Linked DNA regions of Mus musculus: region 2 is linked to region 1. Evidence: chromatin contacts called from public promoter capture Hi-C data. All regions are on one chromosome and are shown on one strand. Each heading gives the region's core, a stretch centred on a gene start, on an enhancer-like site or on the middle of the called end of the contact. The rest is flanking DNA. Distances are from core to core; before and after follow the strand shown.

Region 1 (7,075 bases), core at 3,581-6,080:
TGTGCTGTGCACCCATCTGGAGCTCAAAGTGGACTCCTTGTTCCTATTGACTTGGTTACTGGATCTAAAAGACAAAACACCCAAATCTGTAGGGGCAACTTTTATGTACCAATTGTATTTTTGGTTGTTGCCAACAAATTTAGGGATCTGTTCCCTAAGCAGTGACTATGGTCCCTAACTCCAGGACAGGCACAGGATGGCCCTTGGGGAACTAAGACTCACTAGACTGTCCTCTACCTCCACTGGTCCTCAGAGTCCTCCCTGGGTTAGAGGTCATTTCTAACATCATTTCTAACAATGAGAAGGAGAATCTTTCCAGTCAGTGCCAGGTTCTGGAGATGAGAAGAGCTTGGGGGTCCCATCCCGCTGAGAAGCTCCCAGTACTACAGACACCAGTCCAGAGACACAGGGATAAGACTGTGAAGTACAGAGACTGAGAGCTCCCTTCCGTGAGGGCCAGGAGGGAAAGGTAAGAGAATTACTACAGGGCCATGGGAGGAGAAGCCAAAGGCCCTATAAGTGTAACTGTTGGAGGGAGAAAGTGAGACCAAGAGCAAGAAGAAAGCAATGATGTTATCAGAGGGTGAGGGAGATGTGGATGGACGGATGGAGATTGCTCTGCATGTACCCTGTAACAGTTTTACAGTAAGCCACACTGGGTTCAGCACAATAAAAATATGAATGTACTTATCTTTCATCAACAAAGTGAAGTTATCCTGTGACCTTCCTGGTGTTGAAAATCTAGTTAACTTGGCCAGACTTTATAATATAACATTCCCACTTAAAATTCCTTTTTAAATCTAAAATGCAAATGTGAGTTGACATCTTTATGCCATGCTCTTTATTTTAATTGAATTACATACAACCTTTGCCTTTCAATTTTCAGCCTGGAACTATGAAACCATGGCAGACTGTGTCCACCCGGGGCCCTCACTTGGAGTAATTTGGTTTTAACCCATGTGAAATTAGAATCCAATGCAATGATAACTCATATTCTGAGCCTTTTCTTCATGTGGGATATAGCATAATCTTTCATACATGTATGGATATTTAAAGTCTGAAGACACTCAATTAGTGACAGGACCCTGCTCCCCACACAGAGGATGTTCTTCCCCTGTAAATGAACTCATTCACAAAGAGAAATTCTCCTTTCAATTTTCTTTAGCTTCAAAGCACAAATGGAATGGCCTCATTGTAAGCTTGTGCTTCTATATATGAAATCACGTGTCTTTTAATATAATTTTTAACCTGTACACATTCCCTTTCACCTCCAACCTCGCAAGCCACAGCCAGTCTTTATGGCCTCCACATCCTATCATCCTGGCTGAACCAAAGAGGCACTGGGATACAAGATCCCTTAAACCCCTGAGCCACTGTAACCCACAGGTATCCAGGTTGCCTTAGTCAGGCTTGAAGCTATTCACAATCTTCATTTCAAATGAGAACTAAAGGTTTAGAGATCATGTAAATGAGTTCCTAGTAGGAAACATCGTCTTTAGTTCCCTCCTCCTTCCCCCAGTTTCAGAGACCTTCTTCACAGAGCCTCAGACACAGTGTTGCCAGAAGAGGAAGGAAAATTGGATCACTGTTGGTTCCTCAGACTGAGGGCTATGGTGTCACAGCATCATGGTCCATACATCCCACTGCACCATCACTCAAGTGCAGAAGGAAACATGATCATGGACAGCACGTCCTGTCCTGGACTGATGATCATCAGTGGTGTTCTTCTGAATCCACGTGTCCAAACTGCTGTCTTCCCATCACTCTCCTTCCCTTCAAAGACCCAAGCTGAAAATCACAAAGCACACGGCAGAATGCCCGCATCTCCTCACCTCACTCCACTCACTGGAAAGAACGCTAACATCTGTGCACAACCAGGCCATGAGAAGGGTGGAAAAATCCACAGGCTGGCTCTGTCGGCTGGCTCTGTCCGTACACACTTCCTCCCCAAGAGGTGAATCAGTTTACTCATTCCCAGAACAAATGGGCAGGACAAAGGGAAGAACGTGCTCTTCCCATCTGCCTGGACAGCCCACATGATTTCTCTCATCTAAGCCAGGCAAGGAATCTACTCTAATACCCAAACACCCCGTAATGACACAACAGTGTAAGAGCTGGCTTCTAAACTCCCTTCCAACAGCATAATCTGGATTGGAGAATGAGTGTAGTCTGAGTGCATCAAATGTTACCTTTAACCCTTAGGACATGCTGGGTAGTCTTCCTCATTCTATAGGTAAGACCGAAGAGGTTCAGTCACTTGCATAAGATCACACACCCATCCAGAAGAAACCTGGCCCCCACACATCCCCATGGACTGTGAGTCCCGTATACTCCTGTGAACTGAGAGGCCCATTTATTTCTATGAATTGAATTCCACACACCCTTAAGAACTTAAGAACCCATGCACTTTTGCAAACTAACACTTCAGTCATTTACTAGAGGCAAAATAGAAACCTCATACATAGGAGTCCATTCTCTAGTTTAGTCTTTAGGAACCCAAAGACGTCTCCAACAAACAGAAGGTAACTTGAAAGGAGATTAGCAACCACGTTAGAAAACTCCAGAACATCTAACATTTCCCAGTGACTGATCACTCAAACTTTGATTATATCTGAAGTACTTTCTATTGCAACCACAGTCTTCATTTTCTAGATGGGGATGGCAGGGAGGAGAGAAGAATCCTGGCAAATAGTTTATAGCTTTAAATATTTCTCCTGGATGCAAAAGCAGCAGCATTTTATGTGTTAATGTGATTTTAAGACAAAGTGTTCTTGGGGAGTGCGGTAAATGGGGCACTTCCTGTATGGTGTAAGACCAACTCCCAGCTCCCGTAAAGAGACCCCACAAGCAGCTGGCACCCATGGAGCCCAGGAAACCTTGCAACAGTGTAAAGAGACAAAGGGGGAAAGCAATAAGTTTCCAGAAGGGGTAGGGCAAGAAAAGAAAATCTGTCCTGTTTACCAATCTTAGACAGAGAGGGGGGGGGCGGTGGGGAGAGAGCGCACAGAGGGTGAGACATGTCTACTTGATACTTTTAGAAAATAGTATAGTGATTACACAAGTCTGCTGCTTAGAGCTCAGATACATGGTGCTAAGACCTTTTGAGAACTGGCCAGTTTCCCAGTGGACTTTTTAAATTTGCTCGAAGTGTGTGCACGAGCTCTGTACATACATGAACATCTGTGCACACATTCATATATGAATGCATGCATGTCGTCCCTTCAGGCTCTTCGGGGTAGGGCAAGACTGGGAGTGAAAACTCCCTGCAGTTTCCAGCTATGGTTCTAATCTATCAGTCGCTCACGAGACACAAGGCAGGGCCCTAGGACTGCCCCAGAAGAATTTTAGGTATGAACAATGAACTCACTCAATCTTCCCCCTTTCAAGCTGCTGAGAAACAGGGAGAGGGGAAGAAAAAGCAACAGGCTGGCCAGCTTGCTTCACTTTTGCAAAAAGCTTCGACTCGTGGGCTAGCCCTGGTTTTCCATAGGCTAAGCACCCTCCCCAGGGCACCTACCACTCCAACACTCCTCTCCACGGGAGCCTGCTCACCACCTTGGTGTTTTCTTAAGCACTTGTTCAAAAACACGTTTAAGTGGAATGCTTTCGTTTCTGCAGATTGCATTAATTATGGGTTCCCTAGCGCGCGGGCCGCAGAAGGGCTGCCCGCCGGGCTCTGCAGACACCAGCCCGCAGGAGTGGCCGCGGTTGTGTTGGCCCGAGGTGGACGCGCTCAGCCCCCATCCACAGCGCGGCTTTTGGCACCTCACCTCGCGCCTTGGCGTAGCCAGTACTGCAACTAAGAGAGACAAACTTAGAGCGGTCAACCACAGTGCCACGCGCGCTCGGGAGCGCGCCCTGGCGCGCACTGCATCCTGCTCCTGAGGAGAGGACCCACGAGACCAGGGGCGCTCCTCTATGCCTCCTGTGCTGGAGATTGTTCCTCCTCTATGAGTTGTTTTTTTTGTTTTTTGGCTTTTGGATTTTGGATTTTTTTTTTTAAAGAAACGCGCTCTTTAATTCAATGTCATATCTGCTTCTTCCTCTCAATTAAGGGTTCTCTGAGATGCTCCGCCACAAGTGGAACACATGGGATGTGGCCCCTTTCTCCCCCATAAGGGGGGTTGGGGTACAAGGGGTCCTCGTGGCGCTGGAGCCGAAGATTGCCCGCTTCCTAATCCTAGGCTGGGTCGGTGGCGTTGGCAAGGTGGGCACCCAGTCCCGGTGAGTTCGCCCTGAAAGAGCTGAGGTGCATAAGTGGCCCAGATCCTTGTTCCTGTGCCATCTCATCTCGCCCAAAGTGGGGGACTCCAGGCACTCCTGCATGTCAACTCCCTTCTATCCTGGACTAGTAGGACCAGCAGCCCTTCACATACTGAGTAGCTATCGACCCTGGACACGCACGCTGTGGGACTCTCCCGAACCCACCTGTTGGGGATTGCTGGGCCACCTGCTCCCGGAGCCTTGTCCCAGAAGGAAGAGTGGGTTCTCAGTGAGGGACAACAGAGAAAGACAGGGGCGCGTCCCGGGACTTACCGTGAGCGCTGAGAACTTCTGCGCGGGCACCGGCGGCAGCAAGGCAGCGAGCAGCGGCAGCCAGCACAGCTGTGGCGGCAGCATGGTGACGCTGGAGGGGACCAAGCGAGGCAGACGCCCCACGCGCTGCGCCCTGGCACTCGGCGAAGATCCGGTGTGCGAACGTGCGGGCGAGCGGGCTAGAACTGCTCCGCGGTCCTATGGCCGCTGGTGGAGACCGCACGGCCCCTCCGTGCGCTCTGGCCGGCGCTCCCCGAACTGCCGCTGCTGCTGTCAAACAGCCCTAGTTTCCCCGGATCCTCCTGTCCCGCCCTCTTCGCCCTCCCGCCCGCAAATCTCCTCCCTCCGCCCCACCTCCCTTAGCCACCGCGCCCGCGCAGGGGCCGCCCGGCGCGCAGGGCTGTGAAGGAGACAGCGAAGGCTACCAGGACTAGGCAAGCGTGTGTTGATGCTGTTTGCACGCCTCCTTCAAGCCAATGCCAGGGCACACCTTACAGGCATGCACACTCACACTGGCTCCAAGAGATGCACTGAGCCCCACCCTCCTGGCCTAGGGCGCCTTCTGTCTTCACCTTGGAGGGTCCCCACTGTGCCTTGGCTCGCCTGTGGCTTTACATTCACCAGAATGTAGCACTCTGAGATGCTAAGTGGTCATTGGCTCCTCGGTAGGGCCTCTGAGAACACCAGGAGTCCTGCATCTTTCCGCAGGTTAACGAGGAGGGCGGGAGGGGTCTGAAAACAGATCTGTGAGGCAGATGACTTCCTTGAGTTGGGCAAACTTAGAGAAAGGTGAGCGCACACATTGATGTGGCCGCTTCAAACAGTTTAGGCAAGCATTTCAGGTGTTCGGCAGCAAGCGCATTTGAGTAGGCTTTTGACTGTGATAGAAACCAAGGGGATTTTGCGCACCAGGTCCTGCAAAAGGAGCATTGCTGAAATAGTTTAGCCCTGGCTGGTAGCTTCACAGGAAAAGGCCCTAATTCTACCTCACGCAGAAAGCCAGCTGGGAAGACTTTCGAGAACAAAGAATCAATTGACTTGTCAGGGCCTCTCTGTAGGGAGCAAAACAGCAAGCTCACCTCTAACTTCTCTCTCCTCTGCTGCTCTGGAGATTCCTGTGAGATCGTAGACCAATCAGAAAGCAGCTACCCTGCCCTAGCCCAACACGGGGACCTCTGGAGAAGAACAGCGCTGGAGCTCCAAAAGGATAGCCTTGAAGAATGAAGTCAACCGAGCAAACAGTCCCAACTTCATCAGGTGGGCTGTGCCTATTTTCAGGAGGTCATTAGGAGTGGGCTTGTGGACAGCTGACATTCCCTCACTGGAGGAGAGAACGAATGGGAAGTATCACTGGACTTCACCTCAGATGGCGGGTGTTCGTGCAGTTCTTCCTAATAGTTGTCCTTCAGGGCCTCTGGAGGTACTCGAGATCATGAGCTGGGGCAAATTCCCCGAGAGGGGCTCCATCTATGTGGGTGTGGAAGCCATCATCCAAGCTGTGTGAAGACTGGACTATGGATGCTCTGACGTTAATCACATTCCTGCAGTGAACCCCTCACCTATGCATGTTAGTAAGCACAAGCTCACTAGCTCCCCGTGCTGAACTCCCCATGGAATCCTAGTTTGTTTTGCCACTGGGGCCTTTTGAGGAGAGATAGATCTTGCTTATGTCTCCTCAGGAAAGGAACTCTCACATCACACAGGGAAAGAGAACCTTCTAGAGATGGCTGCTGAAAGAAACCTTCAAAACTCGAAATCTGTCAAGCCTTCAACACCCTTCCTACACTGAGGACATGGAGGAACATCGTAGCAAAACTCTTCAGGGTCAGACTCAGCCCAGGGACAGGCATGACTGAGTAAGCAAATAACATATACATTGAACCAAAAAAAATGATACAAATGTTGTGTACTTCTATCGTAGTAATGGTGGTGTGATGATGGTGGTGTGATGATGATGATGGTGATGATGGTGGTGGTGGTGGTGGTGGTGATGATGATGATGAAAATCAGCACATTCAAGAAGTATTTGGTACAAAACATTTTCCTTTTACCTTTTATTTCAAGGGTACAAATTATTAGCTGAAATGTCTTCTTGGGACTGAAAGTCTGAAAATAGCTTTTTGTCTACTCTCTTCCATGGGAGTGTCCAGCAAGTAACAGGCTTCATTTGCTCCCATTTTACAGATGAGAAACAAAACAAATAACTGTATGTCTTAGCCAGCCACAAAATCGGGGGCCGAGTCCAGATGTCCGAACTTGGAACTCTGGCAAGTCTATCACATCCCCTGGAGACGTGGAAAGCAGAAAACAACCCCTTGGCACTCACTGCCTTGAGTCCTCCAATCTCAACACATCTTTCATTTGTCCTCTGAGATTCCAGGGAGATCAGTGTAACAACACGCTTTTCCAAGACACTGACAGATGAGAAGGGTCGGAGCCTTCAGAGACCCTCTAACATTTGGAGGCACTAACATGTGGACCGAAAGCCAAGTTCTGTGTTCTTAAAGATGCTCGAAGTGAAATTTGGAGAGGTAACCAG
Region 2 (6,862 bases), core at 1,169-3,668, 540 kb before region 1:
ACTAAAAAGAAAATGTCATTTTTAGCTTAAAATATTTTTCCTTTCTTTAATTTTCTTTTTTGAGATTATAACACAATTACACCATTTTCCCACACCTTGTCCCTCCAAACTCTCCCATATACTCATCCTTTCTTCTTCAAATTTATGGCCTCTTTCTATTGTTTAGTAACACACACACACACACACACACACACACACACACACACACACACACACACACCCCTAAATGCGTAGGTGCTTGGTCTGTATAGTGTTATTTGTATGCTTGTTTTCAGGACTTACCATATGGTATTGGAAAACCAATTGGTCTCCTCTTCCCCAGTTTTCCCAACACTAGTTGCTGAAAATACTTTCTTTTATCCAGCTTGTTTCTGGCACCTTTGTCAAATACTAAACACCTCACATTTGGGTGTTTGATTATGTTTCATTGGTCTATGTGATTATTTTTGTGCCAGTTCCATATTTTTTTTTTTATTACCATGGCTCTGCAGTACATGTAAGTCAATATTCTAAAGAAAAATTTCCCACCGGAGTTGACAAGACTCTCTCCAAGATCCAAATGCCATCTAACAAAACCCAGCACTATGCATTGGGCGGGGTTGTCTAATATTCCCAAAACATTACAGGTCATTGCTATTGGCCTTGGTTGTGCCAGGTGTTGAAGAAAGACAGCATGTATTTCAGACAGAGGACCTAGAAGTCTCTAATATAGAACTGACCTGAAAGCCTCTTTCCTGAGGACTAGGTCTCATGATACTGGGGGGAAGAAGGTAATGCAAGCTTCCAAAGGAGGGAGGCTACCAACAGTCTGACCCAGCTATGATGATTATGAATCACGATGGTGACCAGCATGGCACGATAACCCTAAGGGTGAAGTAGGCATGGACATCTTGTCAGTGGCCAACAGAAGACCTGTTCAACAAGAGAAAAACTATGCCTTGTACTGGAAGCTACCAGGGCTATTGAATTCATGGCTCTTGGAGAACCTATGGCTTTCATTTTACTAAACCAGTATAATCTCTCACTACCTTCTAAATCTTATTCCTTATGCCCACCAATAAGTGTAGTCCTTACTCCTCTTCAAGGAAACTCTTCTTTGCAACAGAGACAATATAGAAAACCACAACCAATCAAAAATGTTGAGTGGTAGGACCAGTCACAATGGATGCATGTACAAAGTATCTCCCACAACTAAGGCTCAGGGACCATTGCAGAAGGATCGTGGTGATAGTAGTGGTGTGTGATGGTGAGTGGTGGTGGTAATGGTGAAGGGAGAGAAGAAAGAGGAGGGGGAGGAGAAGGAGGAGGAGAAAAGGTGTGGGTTAAAAATGGTGTCCCACATGTGCTCGGGGCTTGGGTTGCTGGGCAAGGTGGGATATGGGAAGTTTGAAATGGAAAGAGGGGTCACTCACAGAGGGATAAATACAGAAGGAGAGTAAAATAACATCTCTGGAAAAAGTCTTAAGGAATCTATTACTACTACTATTATGCATATACCTGTATTTTTAAAGTCCTCGCCTTCATCACATGTAAGTTTTGTTTGATTTGCTGCTGCAGATGCATTGTTGGCTAGTTTTATATCAACTCTACACAAGTTGGAGTCACTTGGGAAGGAGGAACCTCAATTGAGAAAATGCCCCCACCAGCCTGGCCTGTGGTGCGTCTTCTTGATCGATGATTGATGTTGGAGGATTCAGATCACTGTGGGCAGCACCACTCCTGGGCTGGTAGTCCTGACTGCTATCATGAAACTGAGTAAACCAGGAGTGTCAATCCAGAAAGCAGCACTCCATGTCCTCTGCATCAGCTACTGCCTCCAGATTCTTGTCCTGGCTTCATCCAATGATGTATCATGAAGTAGAAGTGGAAACAAAATAAAGTCCCTTCTCCCCTAGTTGCTTATGATCATGGTGTTTCACAGCAATAAGAACCCTAACTAAGACAGACAGATATTGTTGACTCCTGTCAAAGGCTGAAAGAAATGGGTAGGCCTTTTGCTTTAATTGATTAGGTAGGTAGAAAAGTATGTTTGTTTTTTGCTTTGTTAAAGTTTGCCACTTGGTATTAAAATAAAAAACATACATAATGTTACATTATACATCATCTTAACATGCATTTATCTCCTGTAGCCACCAGTGGCCACAGGTTACTGGGTTCCTGAAAGGAGAGTTGGGGTTGAATGGGAAAGGCAGCAAGAGAAATAAAGAGCCAAGACAGAGTTCTCTGATCTAGACCCAATGTTTATGTAAGAGTCTGAGCTTATAAAGGGGAGGAGGACACATCCCCCACTACACCAGGATCTCTTGGTCCCTTTGTCAGGATGAGTCAGGAAAACAAGCTCAGCTGCTCAGCAGGTAGCTTCTCACAGGAAGCTGCAGATGTGGCAGACAAAAGACTTTACCAAGGTCAGAAGACTCCGCCCTAGGTGAGCAACTGTGGCAAACAAGGTTTGAGCCAACCTGCTTAAGGCTGGGGGCGGGCACAGTCTCCTATGTTACCACCCCTTTGGCATTCAACCATTTGCACCAGCTCTGACATCACTTTATGGTGGACATCCCAAATTCAGATGCTCATGTGAGCACCTGAGGTCACAGGAGCGCCATGCTGTCCCTGAGCTTCTAGCCATTCTACAGGCCACGCACACTGGAAGACCCCAAATGTGGGGCTTCAAGAAACCTCTCTGCACTCACCAAGAAGCAGTACAAGTAGCCAGAGCTTCCTGAGAATCTCCCCTCAGAGCGCAGGAGTGGTGGTGAGAGCAGACGCATCAGCAGCAGTCAGGGCTGGTAACACAGAACCTTGCACATGTTGCTGTCATCCCAGTGCGCCATTCTGCATTATATTAAGCCATGCTCAATGCTGGCCATGTCTGTGGTCTCTGATCATCACATTCTCAAGCCTGTGAGAACACAGCACTGCTCCTGAGGCATGTTCAAGTTCCTGCTAAAGACTTGGCCAACGGTAACACTGCCCTTGATTTGTTAATTTTTCATTTTGTGTTTCCTGATAGCTGATATTTGGCTTCCTCCTCAGAAACTGTACACAGGACACTTTGTGTCTGATGGGGAGACGTGCCCTCTTCAGGCAGCACCTACTCCATTCCAAACAAACATTCTTGGCAATGACAAGCAGTGTTTTGATCATCATAATCTGAGGTGTAAAAATCAAAAAGCACGCCTTGTAAGTCAGTTTACTTCCACAACTCTCTATGCACTACAGATGATGGTAAAATAATGTGTTAGTGATTCAGAGCTGCAAGCTGTGAGTTTATTAGAGTTGGTAACAAAGGGGACAAAGTATTTCCTAAACACAGTGCCACTCACAGTCCTGCCTGCTCTTCCTGTCCCCTTGTCAGCCTCTTCTCTACAGATTTTAGCAATTCCTTCCTTGGGATTCAGGTCACTCTCCAGGCTTTTGACAGAGGTGCTTCTGTACCTAAGGGGTGTGTGTGTGTGTGTGTGTGTGTGTGTGTGTGTGTACATGTCTACACACCATTTACAGTGGGATCTCACTCAGATCCCTTTTGGGAGATGGGAGAATTGGATTATGCCTGGAATATTTTGCTTTGTTTGTTTGTTTGTTTTTAAAGGAGACCCAAGGCAGTATTCTGAAAGCTTCAGTAGGTGGTGGCATGGCATGCTGGGTGCTCCTTTGGCTTTCTCTCCTTGCACTGATAATGTTGTATTGGCCACCAGTTGATGACAGTTGCTTCTGAACTTACATGGATATGTGGTGAGGAGACTCTCTTCTTCTGATCACCAACAGCAAGTATAGGCCTGCTTAACCTGGTCAGCCAGCTAAAAATGGATAGAGAAATCTTGACTAAAGGAACCGGGTATGAAAGCCATTGCTGTTTCCACTGAGACTTGCAGAGTGGTAGCTTCAGATGTAGCCTACATCCTTCTCACAGCCTATGGAGCCTCCACTCTCTTCAGCTTCCTGCTGCTTGGGCTCAGTGATGGCTTGCCTCCTCCTGACCCTGACGCCACTTTCTGTTTTCACATACATATGTGAGAACACACATGGCAAGAGACCCGAGAACATGGTGAGTTTACACACACATACACATGTGCAGGTGCCCACAGCATGTGTTAGGAGACCATGTGTCCAGGAAAATCTGTGGTGGCTATGAGCACTCACTGTTGGGTTCCATGCTCTTCCAGATCAACACTGGGTCAGAAGTAGGATGGCCACGTCATGAGCCACTGTAGCTTGCCAAGCTTCAGAAGCAGCACTGCCCAGCCGAGGGAGGGGGCAAGGAATAAGATGACCCTTCTCTCATCGAGAGGAGCAGGATAGAGGGTCAGGGAGCCATGACCTGCACCTTGTGCATGACTCTGCCACTGCTACATGGGGGTCAGGATGCCCTGGCATGCTTATTGTCCTTGAGACCTCTGTTGTTCCAGTGACTCAAAACCCCTGTGGCTTTAAGAATGTGGATTCCACATGCATGTGTATCTGCCAGACACTTAATACTAAACTCAAGAAATCATAAATTCAGAGGGCATAAGTCTGGTTAATTCCACATCTTCCTTTTGTGTGGTGTTGGTGAACATTTCATAGTCTTAACATATTTAAAGTGTTGCTTTTTTAGGCATTTATCCCATAGGGCCCAGGACCAGGTCAAGGGTATTCCAGACAGGAACTTTCACTCAAGACTTATTGTGGAAGGGTGTGTGCCATGTGGCAGAGAGGGTGGAATTTGTCCATAAAAACAGGGGTTCCAGAAATAACTGCCTCTGATGGACAGGTTAAGGGAGAAAGTTATTCCTCTCCTCAGTTGAGTGTTCCATGAGGACACCACCAAGCCGATGTCATCATTTGCATGCCAATAGCCATTCATCCTGGCCTGGCATTTGTGAAGTAGCAGATGTGTGGACACATCTGTGTTCCTCCCTTTCACGCCTCCTTCTCCCTTGGTCACTGTTCTTTCCACTCCCACATGCCGCGCCAAGATGCCCCTTTGGTATTGGTGAACATAGGGAGGACACGGGTCTCAGGAAGAGCTGTGAAAAGGGCTATGTGTTAAATAGCCAGAGACCAGAGTGTGGTTTTTAAAGTGAGTGGAGCTTAGCCAGTACTTCCTGTCTAGAGGGGCTCAAAGGCCTCCTGCAGAAACTTCTGTGGTAGTAAGGGGGAAGTCTGGGTCCCACCCACATTTTATTTTACTTTCCAGAAACGGTTTGTAAGTTAATCTTAAAACAAACAAACAAACAAACAAAGCTAGCCCAGTTTCTACAGACATACTATGTTGAAAAGAGCTAAGTGAATAGATCTATTGATCCTTGGGTTCTACTATATGTCTTTTAAAACAACTGGTAACTAGACTTAGTTTACTTAAATCTGACCTTCCTCCTGTGCCACTGTGAACAGTGGAGTGAGTCTCGCTACCACTTGAAAGTTCTCTGCAGCCTGTAGAGATTAAGTAGTCATTAAGATCAGCACGTTAATGTTTGCAGGTGTGTTTATATTATATTTCTAAAGCACCGAGGCTGGGGTAGGAGGGTGGTTAGTGGTCCTGGGTTTTCCTGCTGGGTTTTCAAGCTCCAGAAAAGTCACTTGAGATGCCAGTGCCCTCCAGGAAGGCAATATGTCTCTCTCTTTTAAAAATAGATTATGGCAGGAAAATGTTTCACGAACCGGGATACGCCATGATTATTCTTTTAAATATATCGCATTTAAATACTCTGGGATTGGAAACTACAGATCATCAAACGCCAAAGTCCTCAATAAAACACAGAACTAGAGAAGTAATATGAAGTCGGCTGCAGCCTGGCGAGTTGGCCTTTGACCGTTCAGTACAATATTGAAGAGGAAGAGGAGGTGCAGGAGGCACGAGCCAGAAATGACTTATCCTGGCACACGATTTCTTGAAAGACGGGGAGCTGCTCAGGCCTGAGCAGGGCAGGGCAGGGCTTCACTGCTTCTCTTCATCTGTGCACATGGTTAGCAGCAAACACACCCACGTTTCTCTTCAGCAAGGACAACCTATAAGATGTGACTAGGTTTTCATTACCGTTTCAGAGAAAATTGATATTCAGTAAACTCTGCCCATAGTGGTAAATATATGCACAAAGAGGGGACTAATGTGATTTCAGCCTATTCTCTGAAGTTTACTAGCATTTAGAGGCTCCCCTATGCAATGTCCCATAGCAGATTCATCACACTAAAAAAGTTGCAAGGAAGGTGCAGGGATGAAGAGGAACAGAGAGTTCATGGTTAGGTAGAGAACCCGATATATAATGGGAATAGCTACACAATACAAATATACTTAAATCACTGAAACTAGGCACTTAAAGATTATATTTTATTTGTATTTTAAGCATAATAAAAAATTGAAAAGAATACAGGAAAACCACGACTTTGAAGATTCTCAATGAGGCTATGAAAGAAGCCAAATACCACACACAAAACCCACATGTAGCCTCATGCTATTTGTAGGAAATGTCCAGAAGAGACAGAGACAGAGAGATTGCTGCTAAAGAGACAGGGCATGGGCTTTCTTTGTGAAAAACTCCTGGCTCTAGATAACAATCACACATTCTGAGTCATGAATTCCACTTTATACTGGACGTTGATTGATTGATTGATTGATTGATGGCTAAATGAGTGGTTTGAGACAGAATGCCACTCTATGGTCCATGAGGGTCCTGAATTTGGAGTGATCTTTGTGCCTCAACCTCTCCAGTGCTAGGATTACAAGATTGAGCCATCATGATTGGCTTAAGGGTGTATTTTTAAAGGATTATAATTAAGAATTTTATGTGATATGTGTATTACACTTTAACTTTCAAAATTAAGGTCATTTAAACAACAAAAATGTAAAAATCTCTGAATCTTACTCAGCAGCAAATTATTGAAG

What was found. Promoter capture Hi-C pulls out the DNA fragments that hold promoters and counts their contacts.
Region 2: a contact with region 1 is called in a promoter capture Hi-C map of embryonic stem cells. The contact joins the enhancer-like site here to the promoter of Smoc2 in region 1. A contact is called at or near these places in 4 of 39 promoter capture datasets (embryonic stem cells, hippocampal neurons and liver) and 2 of 115 datasets of contacts at active chromatin or transcription factors (embryonic stem cells and epiblast stem cells).

The regions. Positions count from the first base shown.
Region 1 is chr17:14,277,261-14,284,335 of GRCm38.p6, reverse strand. Smoc2 (SPARC related modular calcium binding 2) reads right to left here and starts at 4,830. Exons shown (of 13, transcript NM_022315.2): 1 at 4,537-4,830. The coding sequence starts at 4,620. Gm52280 (a long non-coding RNA gene) reads left to right here and starts at 3,825. Exons shown (of 3, transcript XR_003952216.1): 1 at 3,825-4,224; 2 at 5,648-5,793; 3 at 6,216-6,488. It overlaps Gm34567 (a long non-coding RNA gene), which reads right to left. Exons shown (of 4, transcript XR_385414.4): 4 at 6,574-7,075.
Region 2 is chr17:14,813,702-14,820,563 of GRCm38.p6, reverse strand. Wdr27 (WD repeat domain 27) reads left to right here. Exons shown (of 25, transcript NM_175173.3): 25 at 1,558-1,892. Among named protein-coding and RNA genes, the nearest start is that of Gm23352, 25 kb to the right of the region's middle. Within about 2 kb of position 2,418, at least 20 of the 459 cell types and tissues checked have an H3K27ac peak or open chromatin away from gene starts, as enhancers often do. A contact at or near this core is called in embryonic stem cells and epiblast stem cells, where this site is marked.